Linked DNA regions of Hordeum vulgare: region 2 is linked to region 1. A link is a contact called in public Hi-C data. All regions are on one chromosome and are shown on one strand. Each heading gives the region's core, a stretch centred on a gene start, on an enhancer-like site or on the middle of the called end of the contact. The rest is flanking DNA. Distances are from core to core; before and after follow the strand shown. Region 1 holds the start of LOC123443852 (probable inactive receptor kinase At2g26730). Region 2 has its middle 89 kb from the start of LOC123439955.

Region 1 (6,719 bases), core at 4,127-6,626:
GCCATGGCCACCGCCGATCTCCTCGATCATTCTGACCACGTCCGGAGCGTCCGGCCGCGCGTCCGGCACGGTGGCCACGCACGCCATAGCCACCTGCAGGAGCGCCACCATCTCCTCCTCGGCGCTCGCGCCGAGCCGCACCAGCTCGACGTCGAACACCTCGGCGGTCCACTCCTCGCGCACCACGGACTGCACCCACCTTGGCAGGTCCAGCGTGCCGTCGCCCTCGAGGGATGCATGCGTCGGGGACTTGCCGGTGAGGAGCTCCAGCAGGAGGACGCCCAGGGAGTAGACGTCGGCCTTGAACGTGGGACGGCGCGTGTCCACGACCTCCGGCGCACGGTAGCCGCCGGCGCCGGCGCGGGTGGACGACGGCGCGAAGATCGGGTGGAGGCAGAAGTCGGACAGCGCGGCGGCGTCGTAGTCCAGTCGGAGCAGGACGTTGGAGGACTTGACGTTGCCGTGCGCGAGGTTGTGCGTGGAGTGCAAGTGCGCGAGCCCGCGAGAGGCTGACAGCGCCGAGCGCATGCGCGCATCCCAGTCCATCGGCGTCCGGCCGGAGCCCCGGCTCCCTGCATGTGCATGTAAATTTTCCGGTGAGAAATCTCTGACGACCGGCACTAGCAAAATTGCAAAGTGCAAAACTGGAATTATGCAAGAGACATCATGGCATTTCATGGTGTTTGCGACGCCTTTTTTCTCAGTTTCGGCAGTATCTTAAATAAACATTGTGAAGAAGCAAAACTATATAAGAAGTCAATAATAAGACATGAACTAACAAATTAAATTAATACTACTTGTATAGTCTGCTGCTAATCCAAAATACCCACAATCATGCAGGATTGAAGAATGGAAATCAATCATCTTGAACTGGTCCATGATTAAAAGGCAAAGGTTTGTTAGTGCCAGTAACTGGGATGAAGAGAACGCGGGCACCCAGGGATGCAGGCTGCAACGTAACAAAGAGGGCAGCCCATGTACACTGGACATGAACAACCACCACCGAAGCAATCAATCAGCTGCCATAGTAGGTTAAGTAGGAGTAGTACAGTAGGATACTAAAACATAGGAGATATATATTTATTCGGACACTAAATAAGCGCATGTGGTAGGTATATTCTGGAGAACTACTGTACGTGCCACTTTTCCAAAGAAGAAAAAAAAAACAAAGACTAGTAGTAGTTGATGACAGACCTTCAAACACACCGGAATGGTAGGTCACAAACAGAGTTGGTAATCATGCTCGTAGAAGAGAGAAGACCAGATTCCTCATTTAAAAACACAATCCAACGCTAGCATCGATATACAAAGGGTTTTTGTGATGACAGAAACAGAGCTAATGAGCAAGGTAGCACACATATAGCTATTTTGCTCAAGGGACGGCCCACATGCAAGATTGCGGTTTTTGGCAAGTAGCGGTAGCGGGGATCAATGATCCAGCAGAATGGTCCACCCCCGCAGGGGCAGCAGTAGCACTGGCTTGTGCTAAGCTACCCTGCCTACCCATAATGTGTCATGTGTGGATGACAGAATTGACTGAGGCCACGGACCCATGTGTCCTATACTGTAGTGGAGACCAGCAGAGGACGAATTCGCGGAGGACATGCAAGTTTGCCACTTGCGGCCGTAGGACCTCAGATTAGTCAAAATCTCATACTGTCAACTTCTAAACTCAAGAGTAGAGCATGTATACGTAATATGGCCACTGCAACCTCTCTCTCTCGCGCGCACACACACATGTGCAGTAGATTAAGAAAGGGCGTGCTGATTTTATGGTGGCATGATGAATAACGTGCAACCACCGGACTGTTCATTCGGCTGTCATCATCATCTATCCTTTTTTCTGGGCAGGTGAGGCTTTGATCGCAAGCAATTAAGAAGGCCGCGAGGGTCCCCCGCAAAAAAAAGAAAAAGAAAAAAGGGCCGCGAGGGACAACGAGGCACAGACATGGCTCGAGGTGAATGCCTGCTTGCAGCAGCCGAGTGCAGCGTTTTGGTCATGAATTTTTTTCCCACATGCAGTATACACCTATATGATGCTGTGGATTTTCTTTTATTTTTCAGAACTTTTGAAACATAGGAACCATTATTTTCGAACTTTTGAAGAAAAAAAAAAAACTCCATGAAGGACCAAAAGGCCTTTCCCATTAGGGCATGCGCAGCCGGGTAAGAGGCGAGCACTTTTAGGTGGGATCATGGCGGGGAAGTGGTTCGGCACTCACCGCTCACCGCTCACCACGACAACTCATACCCAACATTATTCTACTTGGAGCAGCCCCACCCCCCAATCTTGCATGCTTGCCAGGTACTATGAGATGTACTAGTAGCATGAACATAAACGTCGATGTAGTACTACTTGCTGCTATGCGTACTATAGTAGATAGATGCGAAAATGACTTTTGGAGCTCGGCCTTCATGAAGACCAAAATTCATTAAAACTCATATATTTACATTTTTAAAAAATCTGAAAGAAATACGGATATACATGAAGGCATAACACACATGTGTGTACATTTTTAAAACAAAATACATTGAAATGAGTTATATGCAAAAAAGATAAATTTATGGCTTTTTAACCCATGATACTATTTATCATAAAAGTACATGAATTTGTTCTTTTTTACACATATCGCATCTTAAGGCGTTTCATCCTGGATTTTTGCACACATATACATTTCATTCTTGTGTAGTTGCATATTGTTTTTCAGTTTTTTTTAAACCAAAAAAATTGAATTTTTTTCAAATAAAGGGTTTCATGAAGGCCGATCTCCAAAACGCCCTACTCAGATAGATAGGAGTACTAGCTTCATCGTGCATTTGTTCCACTTGCCAGGGTATTGACTTTGGTTTACAGTGGGGCAACACTTGGGACGCGGCACATGGCACTTGTACCTTGTAGAGGAGCATTTGCGCACCTCTTTACACGCCCAACAGCGCACACGGGTAGTACATACTAGCACTAGCACTAGCACCGGAGGGCATTTCCCACGGCCACAGCAGAAGCAGCCCCCAAATGTACTGTATGGCAATGACAGATATGGCGCCAAGAGTACGTAGTACACCAAACGAGGAGCCTTTCATACTATTCAATGTGCCCCGGCAAATTGCGTTTGCGTTTCTGGATCGGAATGTGAAACCCAGCATTTTATTTTTGGCACGCACCCAGCCAGCCTGAGTAGGCGTAGGCAGTGAGGTGAGGTGAGCTGAGGACCATCATCGCTTTACAGCCCAGACCTCGCAGCCATCGCACCACTCCCTCCGAGTCCGACCACACTTGGGCTGGGCATCATCAGAGAAAAGCCACGACGCAACAGAAAAGATGAAGAAAACAAATGACCATCAAAGAAAAAGGAACATCGCCGAAAAGAGAGAGAGAGAGCAGGGAAAAAGCGCGCCACAACTACTTCCCCGACACATGCTGGTCACATCGAATTCTCTCTCTTTTCCGCCATGGCGAGAGGAATTTTCCAGTAATTAAACTGCCGCGCATCTACCGTTCTATGTAGCCTAGGTGTAGGTGTAGCCACCTGCTTGCGGACGACCATCAATGCCGGACAATTCCGGCAGAATCTTGCACTGCACGGTGCCATTCTGTGTGTCCCCGTCGGTAGCGTGAACGAGTAGTACCATCACTTATTGATGAATTTCTCGCGCGACGCCGGCCTAATTTTTGCCTATGATGGCGCACACGACGCAGCAATCCTAGCCAGGCAAAGCGGGTAGCAGGCAATGCAGTGAGCAGTGATGCTGCGAGTGCGACGGCGATCACGGTGACAAGGGCGGGCGGCGACGTATATTTGGTTTCAGAAAAGAAAACAAGATGATGATGATGATGGTAGGCTGACCGTGGAGCATGGCGGAGAGGCTGCCGTTGGGGAGATAGTCGTAGACGAGGAGCTTCTCGTCCTTGGAGAAGTAGTAGGCGCGGACGGGGAGGAGGTTGCGGTGCTCCACCCTGCCCAGCGCCTCCATGTGCGCGTCGAACTCGCGCCGCGCCACCGCCACGTCCTTGAGCCGCTTCACCACCACCGTCGTCCCCTCCTCCAGCACCGCCTTGTACGACGTCCCCACGCTCCCCTTCCCCAGCACCTCCGCCGACGCGCGCAGCAGGTCCTCCAGGTCGAAGCTGTACCCCGCGCCCTTTCCCAGGAACACCAGCCGGCTCGCCTCCCCCGTGCCGGCGCCGGCGGCCACCGCCGCTGCAGCCGCCGACCCTGAGGTGCCGCCTCCCATGTCGTCCTTGGACGATGACGTCATGCCGGACGCCGGCGGAGCGACTCCTCTTGCTTCCCCCACCGCCGCCGCGGATGTGCCCTTTGGTTGTCCCTCGCGGGCGCCTCTCCGCCGCCGGGACCTCGCGCAGAGCAGGATGGCGGCAAGCAGGAGCAGGGCGACGACCACGGCACCCACGACGATGCCGGCAATCTCCGCGCCTGAGAGCTTCCTCTTCTTGTTAGACACCGCCCCGGGCTCGTCGCCCGGGCTCATCCCGGGAGCCGGCGATGGGGACGGGAAGAATGGGCTGCAAGGGGGCAGCGGTTTGCCGCAGAGCTGGAGGTTCCCGGCGAAGGCGTCCGCCGGGAAGTGCGCGAGGGCCTGCGGAATGGAGCCGTTGAGGCTGTTGTCGGAGACGTTGAAATCCTTGAGCTCCGGGTTGGCGATGCTGGGGATTTTGCCGGAGAGGCGGTTGCCTTGGAGGCGCAGAGAGCGCAAGGATGTGAGGCTGTTGAGCGCGAAGGGGATGGGGCCTGATAGATTGTTGTGGGAGAGGACGAGCCTCTCGAGGGCGGCGAGCTTGGCGACCCCCGCCGGGATGGCGCCGGAGATCATGTTGTTCTGCAGGAAGATGGCGCGGAGGCTGGAGAGCTGGAGCAAGTCGTCGGGGATGGTCCCGATGATGCGGTTGGAGCGGAGCGACAGCACCTGGAGGTTGGGGAGGCGGGCGATGGTGGCCGGTGGGATGGCGCCGACGAGGCCGACCCCCGGGAGGCGCAGCTGCAGGACGGTGGATTGGGCGGCGTCGCACGTGACCCCGACCCAGGTGCAGGCCGGCGTGGAGGTGTTCCAGCCGAGCTTCCGCTCGTGCGGCGTGGCCGTGAGGAACGCCAGCAGCGCGGACCGCTCGCTCGGCGGCGGCTCCGCGAAGGCGAGGCATGCGAGCGACGCGACGACCGCCAACAGCACCGCCGCGGACGCGCGGGGCACGGCCATTGCGACGGACGGACGGGTGGGCGCGTCTATGAAGAAGGCATTGGGGAGCAGAGCCGGAGCCGGAGCCGGAGCCGGCTTATTTGTTGGGGGGCGTGGATTTGGGGAAGAAGGGAGTGGGAATGTGCGCGCCGGGGAGAGTTTTATGCGGTGACTGACTGGCGACTAGTAGCTGGCATCGACGACGCACTGCCACTGGCTCGAAATGGCGCGCACACACACTGCCACAGTGCGCGCGTCCGTGACGGCGTCGGGTGTGCGTCCGTGCGTCCGTGTGCCGCGCTGCCTCGTGATCTGATTCTTTCTGTGGATGCCGAGCCATGTGTTTGGGCTTGTTGGTTTCTGGGCTGGCCGGGTCACCCTCACGCGTTCGAGCATGTTGGTTCCGGGATTTTCAACGAGATCTTGCGCTTGGACGAGTACGAAGGATCAAGCCACCGCAGCTTGACACAGGTCAACGGTTTCCGTGATGCTGTTGATGTGTGCGGTCTCTGATCTAGGATTCACTGGACCGAGATGGACCTTTGAAAGAAGGGTCGCAGGAGGAACCTATACCCGCGTACGCTTAGACAGAGCTTTAACTACTGTGGGGTGGCTGTCTATATTCCCGAGTGCCAGATTAGTGCACAAGGTGGCAGCAACATCCGATCACAACCCTATCTTGCTTGAAACTGAAAGCCTACTGAGCAACCCCGTGAAACGAACTTTTAAGTATGAGATGATGTGGGAATCGCATGATGGTTTCCAAGAGGAGGTGCAACAACATTGGCAGGGCTCTGGAGTGGTCTCAGCAGCAGATTTAAAAAGGAAGATAGACGCGCTGTCAAAAGGGCTCGGGCGCTGGGATACAAATACTTTCGGTAACGTCCGGAAGGAGATAAAACGTCTGAATGGAGATCTAGCAAACCTACGAGCAGATCAAACACGTACCCAACCTTCTAGAGTTGAAATAAAAAATCAGGGATAGACTGTCCGAGCTCTATTTCACAGAAGAGGTGATGTGGCGTCAAAGGTCTCGGGTATCATGGCTCAAAGAGGGCGACAGAAATACAAAGTTCTTTCATCTACGGGCATGCAAGCGTCGACGCAAAAACAGAATCCAGTCTCTGGTACGTGAGGATGGTACTACAGTTGATAATGCTGTTGAGCTAGAGCATATGATCACCGATTTCTACAAACATCTTTAGACATCCGAAGGTATATCCAATATGGAGGACGTACTTAACAGGGTTCCACGTAAAGTTACCCCGGAGATGAATAATCTGCTTACATCAGAGTTTACTCAAGAAGAGGTGAAGGAAGCTTTATTTCAAATGGCACCCACCAAAGCGCCAGGGCCTGATGGATTTCCAGCCCATTTTTTCCAACGCCACTGGAATGTATGTGGCACCGACATCACTGCAGTCACCTTAAAAATTCTGAGAGGAGAAGATGATGTGGCCATACTGAACGAAACTATTCTGGTATTGATACCAAAGGTAACAAGCCCCACACTCCTCACCCTATTCCGT
Region 2 (6,410 bases), core at 3,050-5,549, 230 kb after region 1:
CAGCGGCCCGAAACTGGGTAAACTATTATGTTCCGTGCTACCCTCGCCATCGAGTGAGTCCTTCGTCGTTTCCATCGAGTAGGGGGCTAAGTGAGGCTGAGCCGGGAGAGATCGTCGTACACGCTCCTGTGTTCGAATCCTTGGGGTTTTATGGAGCCCGAAATCCGACAACGACATGCCGATGGTGGAGTAGCGCGGTCGCCTCAAATACTTGGCGGCTGCGCTCGCGGATCTCGCTCAGCCGGTCACAGACCAAACCTTAACTCTATAGCTCCTGCATGGCCTCTCGCACTGGTATTAGGTGATCGCCATGGTACTCCCGATGCAGAACCCGTTCCCCCACTTTCAATCAAGCTTGGTCCCGATTTCTCCTTGTGGAACTAAACTAGGACGCTCGCGACCACACCGGCGGCTCCAGCACCCTCTCCAACAACATCGGCGATGACACCTCTTGGTCCGGCAACGACCACAGCATCGACCGCAGCATGGCGTCGATGGAGTACGGTGACAACAACAGTGGTCCTCTTCTTGGACGTGGGGGCTTTGGTGGACGTGACCGCGGGCGTGGCCGCGGTGGCCGCAACCACAACGGTGGGCGCAGGCACCCCGCACCTCCCAACGCAGCTAGGCGACAGACCTCTTGGGGCCCAACAGCCCGCTACTCCGCCATGAACTATTTCACGGTCCAGCAGCCAGGCGCTAGTGACTGGGTCTTTGATACTAGGGCTTTGGGGCACGTCACTTGTAACGCGGGTAACCTCGCCACTTCCCTTCGTGTCTCCAAGCAACACCCTCCCATCATCATTTGCGATGGCACCCGTCTGCGCGTAGTTACTACTAGAACCGCCTACATCCCCACCCACTCTCGTCCTTTACACCTCAATAATGTTCTCGTTACACCTGACATCGTCCAAAATTTTCTCTCTGTACGTCAATTATCCAATGGCAATCTTTTATCTGTTGAGTTTGATCCTCTCGGTTTTTGCGTGAAGGACTGGTCCACACAGACCCCCCTAATGAGACAATATTTTCGGTCCCCTCTATCGGAGCGGCGGACCCAGCTCCTCGACGTCCTTCGTTGGCACCGTCAACCTGTGATATCACTGCTTGGGACACCCCAACAATGCCTATCTTTCCTGCATATCGCTTAATTTTCTTCCCGGTTGTAATAAACTCCCTGCCACCTCCACTTCGTGCAAGGCGTGTCAATTAGGGAAGCAGTGCGGCTGCCTTTTTCATCCTCTAGTTCTTTTACCACTTTTTCGTTTCAAATAGTTCATTGTGATCTTTGGGCGCCTCCCCTCCCTAGTTGTTCTCGCTACAAATATTACTTAATAATAATGGATGATTTTTCCCACTTTGTATGGACGTTTCCCCTACGTGCCAAATCCGATGTTGTCGATGTTCTCAAACACTTTTTCAGTCATGCTCACCCAATTTCACGTCCTCATACAATGTGTACAATGCGATAACGGTGGATAATTCTTCAACATATCCCTGTGTTCCTTCCTTTATGATCGTGGCACCTCTCTTCGTCTCTCCTGCCCGCACACATCACCCAAAAGGGAAGGCCCAGCATGCAATCCGCTCCAGTAATGACATCCTTCACACGCTCCTCATTCATGCCAGCATGCCGCCCAAGGTTTGGGTCAAAGCCCTTCACTCCGCCACGTACCTTCTCAATGTTTGCCCTTCTCGCGCCATCCACCATAACACTCCATATTTCATGCTCTATGGCACGCACCCAAACTATGCCCACATAAACACCTTTGGATGTTTGTGCTACCCCACTTGTATACCACCACCCCACATAAATTTTCACCCCGATCGACCCCTTGCGTCCTCCTTGGCCTACCCCTCGAACACAAAGTCTACCGGTGACTCGATCTAGACACACGAGAAGTGATCACCTCCAGGCATGTTATCTTTGACGAAACCCATTTTCTCTTCACCACACCCATGCCTAACATAGAAAATCCACCCACGCCCGCCGCAAATCCATCCACACCCGCCGCATCATCCCACCTCCTCCCTGCCTGGTCCGGCCCACGAGCTTCTCCTCGGGATCCGCCCCATCCCCACAATCACCGTGTTAGTGCCGGTTTTTCTATGATTTTAAATTCCCATCAAAATGACCCTTGTGCATACCAGCCCCGGGAATACTGTTAGCTGGTACACAATTCCTTGATAGAAACGTCCAAGCAAATTACAAATTTGAAGTACAATACCAAGATGGTCTATGGAGTACATCAAAAGATTGCTACTGGTTGATGGCGGAAGCGGTTCGGGGATCTCCAGTGTCTATGGGACTCCATTTCCCACATGAACAACTGACCTGGATAATTCCTATCTTACGTGGCTGCTGTCTTAGGTGCCTAGGTTTCGGGGCTATCGTCGGGATCCTCCTCTCTAGTGTGAAATCTGGCCAAGACAATAGCGAGGGACAAGCTAGTGAGTACCTTGAATGTACTCGCAAACATCATGAAACCAGACATAAAATAGCTGGTGGTTGATATGCACTTGAAATAATTCAATGATATTTTGTTACTCATAAGCCAACTCCTAAGTGTAGGTATACACATATTTTAACCATACCGAGAATTTAATAAGAAATCAATGAAATAAATATTTATTGGAACATCGGGTGCTAGTCCTCCCAAATATTTCCAAGAACAAGAAAATAGTACGATCGGGTGTGTGGAGCGACGCCTCAAAATGATAAGATATAAATCATGCCTCAATCGGGCGTCTTAGCGACACCACATAAAGGGCTTATAAGAAATAATAACATGCATGCCATAGTCGGGCGTCTGAGCGACACCACATAAAGGGCTTATATGAAATAATAACAAGCATGCCACAGTCGGGCGTGTGAGCGACACCACATAAACGGCTTATAAGAAATAATAACAATGAATATCGAGGAGGTAGAACCGTCCCAGGGATATTCAACACTCATGTATCATAAATGTTAATCCATGCTAAAATAATAATTTTTATCATCCACCATATTTCACGATTTTCTCATGATCAGGTTAACTTCCTCTCAAGACCAACACTCAAACCGACACTTGACCTGTGAACCAGTCGCCCTTGACAATGGACATGACTACTCGAATAGTTTTGACTCTGTAGAGGGTGTACTCTTTACCCACAACCCACGGGTTTCAATATTCACTCAGAATAATCCCGCGTATGGTATCTCAGAAGTAAACACTCACAACCAGTACACACCCATTTCCCCTGCTAAGACCGGTATCACTCGGACTACGCTGCGAGAGAAAAATCATAAGACGGTAGGCTCCAACCTCGACTAGCATGGGATCGAATTTATACCGCGCGCTACAAGGGGAGAGCTCTTCCCCTCTCGGTCCCAGACTAGAAACGCCCATGCCCCCTGATTGGACGACTGGTTTTATTCCAGTGCCCCGGATACCTTCATCCCAGCCCTCTACTTAGTGTGTAACTGATAATAGATTTACGACTTACTGAACCATATTCCCTTTTAGGAAGACCTATGGTGGCATGAAAGGGTAAGGTGACACACTGACAAGACTCGATCTACGATCTACTTAGGAGGTTTAAGTTATTCCCTACATGATTAGCACAACAAAAGTGTTTCAGGATTCCAAACAGAATCACCACCTTTCATACCCCAACATGCCTCGTTGACCATCCTCGTCCTACAAGATGTCAGTCCCCAGGGTCATGTCTTTCCGACACACCGACTCTTCTCAGATCCCATCTTGTAGGCATGCATGGCGGGAAGGAGTGACTACTATCACATGTATCTCTATATGTACCACAAATAATTTCTCACCATGTACTCATGTGCATCATTATATCACCACATGAAATATCATTACTATTTTAACATGACAGCAATATTCCTCCATGACAACAATTCACACACAAGCATAATATACCCAAGATCACAATGCTTGCCTCCAAGTGTAGAGAGGTAGGTTACACTCCAAAACTTTTGAAAGTTTACTCCTCTCTCAATATCCTATTTTTGAAAATATTCTAATTAACACATAATTTAAAAACAGTACAAAAAGTTATCTTAGAAACTTTTCAAATAAATAATAAAATAAACTAGATAAAATTTGAAAGAAGTGAGAAAAAGAATCAACTCATTTGGAGTTTTATTTTAGAAGTTAGGGCAAGTCAAAGTTTGGTCAAAGTTCTGTTCAAAATAAATCAGAAAATAAAAACGGTTCGGAGAGGAGTATGCAAACGCATGGAGAAAACGTACTCTACGGAAAGGCCTCTCCACTTATCCAGCGCACGCATGACTCACAACTCACTAAAAGTGGGCCCGCCTGGCCCAGAGGTCAGGTTTGACTGGTTTCCTCCTTCCGCGACAGAACCAGGACGGATTTTCGACAACCAACGCCGGTGAGGGGAGGCTTCCCTCGAGGGGGGGCGAGTACATGGGGGTGCTTGGGAGGTCACGGTGATCCTGCGGAGGGGCAGCGAGGTCGCGAGAGGGGGCTGAATCGCCGGTAGCGAGCTCGCCGGAGAAGCTCCGGCGGAACCAAAAGCGGGCATCTCTCTTTGGTGCTCCCCTCGCTAAAATCAGCATTAGGATGGATCCATGGGAGCTCCACGGGGCTATAGGAGCAAGAGAGGGAAGGGGATGCGCTTCGGTCAGGGCGAATTTGACCTAATGGTGCCAGCGGCCATTTGTATCAGAGACGAAGGGGATGGCCCTCTCGGTCTCAATTGGCTCAACTCGAGGGCTCCTGCGGTTTAATGGAGGGCTCGTGCTTCGGCTGCGAGCTTGGGGCACCCTATTTATAGCGCATCGAGGTCGGTTCTGCCGTGGCCGTGGATGAACTCGACGGCCGACCGTTTCTGGCGCTACAAGCATGTGGCGACGCACGGGAAGGTCGAGGGGGTGTCCAGTTTGGGGCTGAGCTAGCGGACGAGGGGAGAGGACGGGCGCAGGGGCGAGCTGGCGGGAGTAGCGGCTTTGGTGGTGCTGCCATTGCCGCGGTACACACTGTAGGCGCGCAACAAGGGAGGTCAGCAGTGCCAGCGAGGGAAGACTGCGGCTGTCACTATGGGGGCGTCACAGAAAGAGTGCAGGTGGGTGCGGCGGCTCCTGTGCAGCACGTGCAAAATGCGTGCTCTCGCCGTGCTCTAGACATGCCCACCAAGTGCTCAACTAAAGGCCCGGGGCAACTAATGTCTTAGGATGCCAATGAAATTTACCAGATCCATTGACGAGGGTGATCTAGGGCTAGTGGACATGGTGGTTTGGTCACTGGGGCAAATACATAATGCAATTCTATAATAATGTCAATTCTATCCACGCACACTAAGTGCTCGATAGAATGCCATGGGCATCAAGACAACCTTGTTGGTGTTCAAAATTCTCAGGTTGGGGTCTCTTTGAATGATGAGAATGATGGCATGGTTGGTTTGGGCAAAATAAAAACTTCCTAGTGCAAGTTTTGCAAAATTTACTTTCTTTACAAAAACAAAATGGGGTTTTAGGATGGTTTCAAACAATGCCAATGGGGCTAAACTTCTGGATTAAGGGTTTGGTATGGTGCTCTACAAGCAGTAAAAATCTCAAAGGCTTCGGGGACGAAAATAAAAGGGTTGCAGTGCAAACTGCTAAAAGGTCGAGAATAGAAAAGGAGATGTGGTGATCAAAATTTTCAAAACACCAAAGTGGGTTTTTTGCATAAAAGTGATTTACATACTTCCCTTGAAATCTCCCAATTTTTGTAGCATTTTTGAAAGATTAGGTCTAGTGGTTGTAGTTCAAAATACCAACTGGACCAGACAAGAAAAGAAGATAATATGCTCAAGTTTTTCAAAACACTTGGCTAGGTTTTTGCATAAAATTGATCCATGGACATCCTAGGTCATCTACAATTTTTTGTGAAATTTTTAAAATAAGTTACCAAATGTTTGTAGTGCAAATTAGGTCTTTAAAAGAATTAAAGAGCAATTTTTGAATAAGTGAAGCTTGGAAAAATATTTATAAAAAGGCCTTCACTAGACTTGCCAAATGAAAGGAAAATTAATGAGGCAAGCACTCAAGTCATATCATACTTTTCAAAAACTTCTACTAGGAGGAGAAATTATTATAATCCAGAGGAATGAAGTGGATCTGAAATCAACTGAAAACCCAGAAATAAATATTTAAATAATTATGACCAAATTTTTGTAATAAAATCATGGTTAAATTTTTGGGGTGTTACACACCGCACCCTCTCTAGCTGCCCCCACCACCCAACCGTGATGCGTCCGACTCGTACTCCCCGCCCGACTCATGGAGCCACTCCGCTCAGAGCTCGCCATGCAACCAACCAACACCTCCCACCTCATGCACCCCCTTCGTGCCACACCCATGTCCGCTCCCACGCGTGCGAGCTTGCCGGCTGTGTCCC

Evidence for each region. A called contact is a pair of places that touch in the nucleus more often than the background predicts.
Region 2: a contact with region 1 is called in a Hi-C map of leaf, with 2.4 times the contacts expected there. The contact joins the enhancer-like site here to the promoter of LOC123443852 in region 1. A contact is called at or near these places in 2 of 6 Hi-C or Micro-C datasets (leaf and seedling) and 1 of 1 datasets of contacts at active chromatin or transcription factors (embryo).

What each region holds. Positions count from the first base shown.
Region 1 is chr3H:357,805,161-357,811,879 of MorexV3_pseudomolecules_assembly, forward strand. LOC123443852 (probable inactive receptor kinase At2g26730) reads right to left here and starts at 5,377. Exons shown (of 2, transcript XM_045120391.1): 1 at 3,846-5,377; 2 at 1-572. The coding sequence starts at 5,211.
Region 2 is chr3H:358,037,557-358,043,966 of MorexV3_pseudomolecules_assembly, forward strand. No RefSeq gene overlaps it. Among protein-coding and RNA genes, the nearest start is that of LOC123439955, 89 kb to the right of the region's middle. Within about 2 kb of position 4,300, at least 2 of the 3 cell types and tissues checked have open chromatin away from gene starts, as enhancers often do. A contact at or near this core is called in leaf, where this site is marked.